2 separate regions of the Pelodiscus sinensis genome follow, and region 2 is linked to region 1. The links are chromatin contacts, called in public Hi-C maps. All regions are on one chromosome and are shown on one strand. Each heading gives the region's core, a stretch centred on a gene start, on an enhancer-like site or on the middle of the called end of the contact. The rest is flanking DNA. Distances are from core to core; before and after follow the strand shown.

Region 1 (3,753 bases), core at 218-2,717:
CCCAGCCAGGCTGCTCTGTGCTTCAGACTGGGGGTCAGCCAGCTCTGATTGGGCCCCAGTTAACTGGTTACCCCAGTAAGTATACCGGTAAGGTGAATGTTTACTAGGTAACTAGTTAACCATGCATATCCCTAAGTTGAATGGCAAGTGCCCAGCCACTGCAGAGAATTCATCCCCAGGTCACTGACAACATGCACCTGAACTCAGAGAAGGGCATCCTGAATCTCTCCCTGCAGATGAGATGCCCCTTTTAAAAAACACAGCAGAGATTGGGGGAGTAGGTGTCATGGGGCAGAGAACATCCATACGCTGAGAAGAGTACATCAGTGGTCTGCGGCTGGACAGAGAACCCCATTCCCTCTTCCTAGAGCCCCAAATCCTTCCCACATACCCATTCACTTCACTTCCTATAGCCCCCCAGCTCCTCAGTTTTCAACTGGGGGGGGTCCATGAATCGTTTCAGGAGATCCACAAACCTGGTGGGGCTGAAGCCCTGAGCTCCAGCACCCTCTAACTCCAGGAGAAATGTTGAATTGTCGTATAACATATTTTGGGAACCTTAAAAGACAACAACCAAAAAACTGAGAGCCTATTGGTCTAGTGCCCCTAGAGCTTTCCGTTCAGGAAACAAATTGAGAAAATAGAAACGAGAAAATATAAGTGTCTGGTATTTTCTAAATAAGATGTAATGTAGATTGTGATGTAATGTCAAGTGTGTCCAGTATTTTTGTTGAAACCATCTGGCAACCCTACCCCAGCCCCTCCTTTCTCCTTGGCCCCTAGTGCCCCTTTCCCCATGGCCCCTAGGGCACCTCCCACCCAACCCCCCCTTTCCCCTTGGCCCCTAGTGCCCCTTCCCCCAGCCCCCCTTTCCCTCTAGTGCCCCTTCCCCCAGCCCCCCTTTCCCTCTAGTGCCCCTTTCCCCAGCCCCCCTTTCCTCCTAGTGCCCCTTCCCCCAGCCCCCCATTTCTCCTTGGCCCCGGTGCCCCTCCCCCCTTGGCCCCTAGTGCCCCTTCCCCCAGCCCCCCTTTCTCCATGGCCCCGGTGCCCCTCCCCCCTTGGCCCCTAGTGCCCCTCCCCCAAACCCCCTCCTCTTTCCTTGGCCCCTAGTGCCCCGCCCCCGCCTCGCGCTTACACTTTCGCTTTCCCAGTCGCGCGGGCCCAGGTGACTCAGCAGAGCGGCCCGGCGCACAACGGCCGCTCTGCCTCGCGCCCCGCGGGGGCGGGGGCGGGGGGGAGGAAGGCTCGCGCGCAGACTCCCCCTCCCCGCAAACTCTGTCAGCGGCGGGCCCGGCGAGCACGCGCACTCACCCCGGTGCCGATGGAGCTCATGGCGGCGGAGCCGTGCGGAGAACGAACGCCGGACAGACCCACAACACGCTGCGCTGAGTTCACGGGGCTGTGCGCGCGCCAGCGCGCGTTCCCATTGGTCCGCACAACAGCCAATCAGCTTCCACAGAAGGTTCCTTTGTGAACGTCAACGGGGCACTGACGCGAGGGCGCGGCCGGCCAGAGACTGTGACTCGAGAGGGGAGGAGTCTCGTAAGTGCGCCTCGAGATAATCAGTTCTACGCATGCTCCAGGCTACATTTCGAATAGCCCCTGGAGGAAGCTATTGTGCAACGCCCGGCTAGCTCAGTCGGTAGAGCATGGGACTCTTAATCCCAGGGTCGTGGGTTCGAGCCCCACGTTGGGCGATGATTTTGTTCTTCGACTGTTAGTGAGTATGGATGGCTTGTCTTGGTTCTTGTAATTTTACCCCAACAGCGATGGCAACAGCTCAGTTTGCGTGCGAAGGAGCCAGGTTCGGCCATACGCTTTGCAAAGCGAGACACAACCCCGCAGGGTGAACCTGGGGGGTGGAGGAAGTACCGTGCAGCGCTGCAGGGGCCTCTCTAGCCGGGCCCCTCTCCAAGGGTGGGGAACCCCCACTCAGCCCCTGCCTTCCCCTGTCTTCGTAAGGTCCTGCATTCACCAATCCCCTTGTGTTCCTGCACCCCATTCAGCCCCCTTCCTCCTATCAGCATATGTCCCTGCACCCCGCCTCTTCCCCCTCCTGCACCCCCCCTCCTCCCCCTCCATGTGCGCCTGCACCCCCACTCCTCCACCTCCTCCCCCTCCATGTGCGCCTGCACCCCCCCTCCTCCCCCTCCATGTGCGCCTGCACCCCCACTCCACCACCTCCGACCCCTCCATGTGCGCCTGCACCCCCACTCCACCACCTCCGACCCCTCCATGTGCGCCTGCACCCCCACTCCTCCACCTCCTCCCCCTCCATGTGCGCCTGCACCCCCACTCCACCACCTCCGACCCCTCCATGTGTCTGCACCCCCACTCCACCACCTCCCCCCGTGTGCCTGTACCCCCACTCCACCACCTCCTCCCCCTCCGTGTGCCTGCACCTCCCCTCCATGTCTGCACCCCCACTCCACCACCTCCGACCCCTCCGTGTGCCTGTAGCCCCACTCCACCACCTCCTCCCCGTGTGCCTGTACCCCCACTCCACCACCTCCTCCCCCTCCATGTGCCTGCACCTCCACTCCACCACTTCCCCTCCATGTGTCTGCACCCCCACTCCACCACCTCCTCCCCCCATGTGCCTGTACCCCCACTCCACCACCTCCTCCCCCCCTGTGTGCCTGTACCCCCACTCCACCACCTCCTCCCCCCGTGTGCCTGTACCCCCACTCCACCACCTCCTCCCCCGTGTGCCTGTACCCCCACTCCACCACCTCCTCCCGTGTGCCTGTACCCCCACTCCACCACCTCCCCCCCATGTGCCTGTACCCCCACTCCATCTCCTCCTTATGCCTGCCCCCACTCTCCACCAGCTGCTCCCCCACTCCACTATCTCCTCCTTGTGCCTGCCCCCCCTCCTTGTGCCTGCACCCCCACTCCACCACCTCCTCCCCCTCCATGTGTGCCTGCACCCCCCATGCAATGCTTCTACTCCAGCCTGGTTCTCTGCTAGCCCTTCTGAACTCCAGCTTAAGTGACTCCCCCAACGACCCCGTGTGCCCTGATTTCTCTCCTCCTTCCCCCCATATTCCCATAACTGTCTCCTCAGTGCGGCCAGGGTAAAGAAAGAAGCCTCTCCTCCCCCTCTGTAACTGGCTGCTCCTGCACATGCTCCAGCTGCCCTCTGTTCCAGCATGATACTGCTCCCTGGTGGGCAGAAGTAATTGCAGTGTATCGCTGGCAAAATGTATTTTCTGCAGGGAACGCAAATTCTGCAGTGGTGCGTAATTTCTCCAGGAGTGATATCTGAGAGCCCCATGTGAGGGTGTATTTGTTCAGGGGCCCAATCCTACAAACTGGCAGGTGCCTTTAGCTTTTGGAATAGTTTTGGGCCCTGTGGCACAAGAAAACTAATTCTTTATTTTTAAAAAGGTTATCTGAGGGGATTGTTTAACCAGGCTGCTTTCATAGTTGTTGCTATTCTATAATGTTAAGGCAAGCCAAATGCAAGTGTTTTAGGAAACTCTGCCTTACTATGTTCCAGATTAACACTAGGCAGAAGTCAGATGATAATCATTTTTACTTTTCCAGAACAGATATAACAAGGTTCAAGACTGTCTCACACCAGTGTGTGTGTGTGTGTGGAGAGGTGGGGGCAGGGACAACAGCATCATGCCTCATGCAAACTTCACTCAAAGGGCTGTCTTCTTCAAGGCTTCTCCCCTGGGCCAGCCTAGGAGTTGGAAGGGGCTGTGCAGGCTGCCCACCAGCCCTCCCTGAGACTGGCCCAGGGCA
Region 2 (3,592 bases), core at 371-2,870, 160 kb before region 1:
AATATAAATATGTCCATAAATGACATGCTAGGAAAATAATTTGATTAGACAAATTACCCCAGAGAAAAGGAGTTTGACCACATACTTTGTGTAATGCTGTTGGAAGCAGTGACAGTTGATCTATTCAGCTGAAATTTGTTTGCTGACAATGCTGGAGGAATATATGATGTTTTGTCTTTTATCAAAGCTGCACCATCTGCCTGGTAGGGAGAAGACACTTCACGAAGCTTCTTTACTGAAATTTTAACTCTTTTTTTACTGCAGTCAGTAGCTGCTGTCCAAGTGCCAGTGTGTTTTTCTTTTGTGTGGAGACTAGTGGAGCGGATAAGTACGTCGCCAGCTGTGACACTAGCCATAGAGTCCAGGCTGATACTGGAATTACTTTCCCCCTCCATGAAGAGCCCACAATGCAGCTTTCAACCCTCAATCAACCTATTAATGGAATTTAATAACATGATTATCAAATTAAAAGTGGCAGTTTATTCATGACCATGCATTTACAGTATTATGGATGGGGCACCCACATCACAATAACTAGGATTAAAGAAATAAGAACTGAGGTGGAGGAGAGCAGTGTGAGAGATATTTACCAGGCTGTCAGGCTCTGACAAATTACCACGCGATCTAAGCCAATATATGCAACTAGTTACCTCCTGCGTCTCAGCCCTCGCCGTTTTACTACGGGAGGGAGCAGGGACTATCTATCCCAACTGGCTCCGATATGCCTAAAGCCACCGTCATTTGGTGCAGCGCCAACCTGCAGCAATAGCGATAAAGTGAGAACAGGATGCAACTTACATGTTGAGAATTGGGACGCCCTTCTCCCCACGCCAGGGCGCAAATTCCCGCGCATGTCCCCCCCCAACTGCTCCCCCCCCCCCGCAGGCTCCCCTCCCACCCCCACTATCTCCTGCCAGGGCACAGGGTCACGCCCCCTCCCTCTCCTAACCCCCCCCCCCGGGCACAGAGTGCACAACCCCCCACGGCTCCCCCCACCAGCAGGGCACAGGCTCACTCCCTTTCTGCCCCTCACACCCACCGCTCTTTTCCCCCGGAAGCTGCAGCACACCCTCATTCAAACCCTTTCCCGCAGCCCCCGGAAATGCTGGTTACCAAGGTAACAACACCAGCTACATCGACAACGCCCGCCGCTTCCACCTCAGCGGCACCACCCCGCCCGATCCTTTCCCAGGCCGCACCGCGCGCCCATGCGCGACTGCAGGCTGCCAGGCACCGCTCCCCACCCCGCCCATCCAAACGCATGCGCGGTGGGATCCGCTCGCGCGAGACGCATGTCCACTGCGCATGCGTAAAGCCGCCTCTCACGGGAAGACTGTTCTCTAGCGCTACGTGGTCCCCCTTCCTTATTGTCCGCGATACAATCAACCGCCCTCCGCGTTAATGCTGTAAAAGCCGCCTATGTCTCAGCTCTGTACTCCGGGCGCAGCTTGTTCCGGAAAGGCCGCGCCTCCTTATTGTGGCCCCCCGAGGCACTTCCGGAGCAAGGGGGACACTTTACAGAGCGACACCCCCTTGCTCCACGGGACGAGGTAAATCTATCGGCGGACCCCTATGTGCCGATTCGTGTCCACGCGAAGGGCGGGGCAAAACGTAGCGAATTTACGGGGCGGAAGGAGGAGCTGAAGCTGCCGGTTCCCCACGTGTTCGGGGTGGTGGACAGGCGCTGAGTGTAGAGCGGGTGAGTAGCGGAGCGAGCCCCGATTCCCTAGGCGGGGGCGGGCCGTGAGCGCCCTGGGTGGGGCCCTGCACCCGGGCAGCCTCGGGACGCCAAGGTCAAGCGAATCCGCCTGGGTTCCCTCCCTGGGCCTGTGTGACCGGGGTGGGGGTGCCTCAGTTTCCCCTGTGTGGTGGGGCGGTGCTGCTGCTCCCTGGCTGGGGGCTAACTGTCAGGAGAGGCTGTGGGGAGCAGGACGCTGTTAGACCCGTTCCCTGCCGCCTCCTCGCGTGTTTCTAGCTCTGCCGAGACTCCCGGGGCCCGTCGCCTCGTGGTTGCAGCCCAGGTGCACGGTTCAGGGCTACTCAGGCTGTCGAGGGAACGGAGTGGCACGCCAGGGGATCTTGTACAGATTAGACTTTTCTGCCTGAAAAAGAAGACGCAACATGGAGACCTAAAAAGACTTTGCCGTTGCTAGCAATTTTATGTGGCAGATGCTCAGGTGCCACGGAGCGACCTGATTCCCTGAAATAGATTTAGCATTTTGAAGAATTGCTGTAAATATATCCATTGTCGTAGAGTAAGACCACTCCATCACTTAACATGACCTCCTGTATGTCATAGGCCACCTATAACACCCACACACTAAACTTGACCAAAATACTACAGCCCGTTGAAGATTAGACTGTTACATTCCATAGGCTAAAGACCCCCACAGTAGCGTGAGATATCATGAGATAAGCACAAGATAGCTGAAGAACTGTAAGAGCTTTGTGATAACCTACTGTGAAGGTCATTCACCCTATATAAATAGGATAGTAGCAGCATTGTTTTTAATATATTCTAAAGCCAGAAGAAATCACTGTGATCATGTAATTTGACCTTTCTCATAACAGCCCAGAGTATTTGTCCAAAGTACAGTATTGTATCTCATGGTTATTTATTTTATGATACTTTAATAATTTCCTAAAGAAGTTCATATATTTTATATGTCAGGAGTATGTGGGTGAGGTTCTGTTGCCTGCAGACTTTAATTCAAAGAGCTCTTAAAATAGGAAGATTTCAATCCTTAAGTATCTATAGCAAAAAAATCTGTCTCTGATATTAAGTCTCTATTTGACCAGGCATTGCTATGGCTTCATACAGCAGTTTTCACTAATATTTAGCTCATACTTTGTGATTTTCATCCATAGATTTCAAAGCAGAGAGAAAGTCAGAGTATTTTTGTCCCTATTTTACAGACAGGGAAAATGAGGCATTGGGAGGTAAAATCATTTATCAGTATCATCCACCAATGTAATGGCAGACCTAAAAATGGAACCCATGTCTCCATAGTACAGGTCCTGTGCGTTATCCACCAGGCCAGGGCTACTCAACTTTGAAAGCTCCAGGGACCACAATGATACTTCACAACACTTATTTGCAGTTATTGTTTAGGCTCTACACAATTACAACTGCGGTTGTAACCTACTTTCATGAGACTTATATGCAACAAATATGGTTGAGATGCATCCACTCAGAAGCTTTTTTCCCCAATGCAGTCATGTATGAATATAGTTTTTATGTAGGCACCACATTACATAACTGTTTATACCTTCTGAAGAAATCTGGCCGTATAGTAAACCAGGGTATCTGGAGGCCTAGAAAAGATACTATTAATATAATCTGCTCCAGGTAGGAAGTAAAAAAGTAGTGTGTGCATTGTTTGATGCTGGTTATTGTGCAACATTTGAAAGAGATGCAGGATTCAATAGTATGAAATAGTCCAGGGCTACTCAACATGCAGCCCATGGTGCGGTTTGGGTTCACACAGGACTCAACACGTGGCCTGCAGGTGGGATCCTTTGAATATGACCTCCACTGGGAACGTGCTCCACAATGGCAAGTCAATATAATGGTCTTCTGCTGATATGTGTT

The links. Hi-C and Micro-C count contacts between places; a contact is called where the count stands out from the background.
Region 2: a contact with region 1 is called in a Hi-C map of liver, with 5 times the contacts expected there. The contact joins the promoter of TIMM9 here to the promoter of PSMA3 in region 1. A contact is called at or near these places in 2 of 5 Hi-C or Micro-C datasets (blood and liver).

What each region holds. Positions count from the first base shown.
Region 1 is chr4:11,341,300-11,345,052 of ASM4963464v1, reverse strand. It overlaps PSMA3 (proteasome 20S subunit alpha 3), which reads right to left and starts at 1,467. Exons shown (of 11, transcript XM_006135244.4): 1 at 1,312-1,467. The coding sequence starts at 1,332. It overlaps ARMH4 (armadillo like helical domain containing 4), which reads left to right and starts at 1,558. Exons shown (of 8, transcript XM_075926317.1): 1 at 1,558-1,720. It overlaps TRNAK-CUU (transfer RNA lysine (anticodon CUU)), which reads left to right and starts at 1,625; the gene lies at 1,625-1,697.
Region 2 is chr4:11,499,989-11,503,580 of ASM4963464v1, reverse strand. It overlaps TIMM9 (translocase of inner mitochondrial membrane 9), which reads left to right and starts at 1,620. Exons shown (of 5, transcript XM_006135249.4): 1 at 1,620-1,699. It overlaps KIAA0586 (KIAA0586 ortholog), which reads right to left and starts at 1,574. Exons shown (of 31, transcript XM_075926308.1): 1 at 1,040-1,574; 2 at 651-757; 3 at 86-432. The coding sequence starts at 395.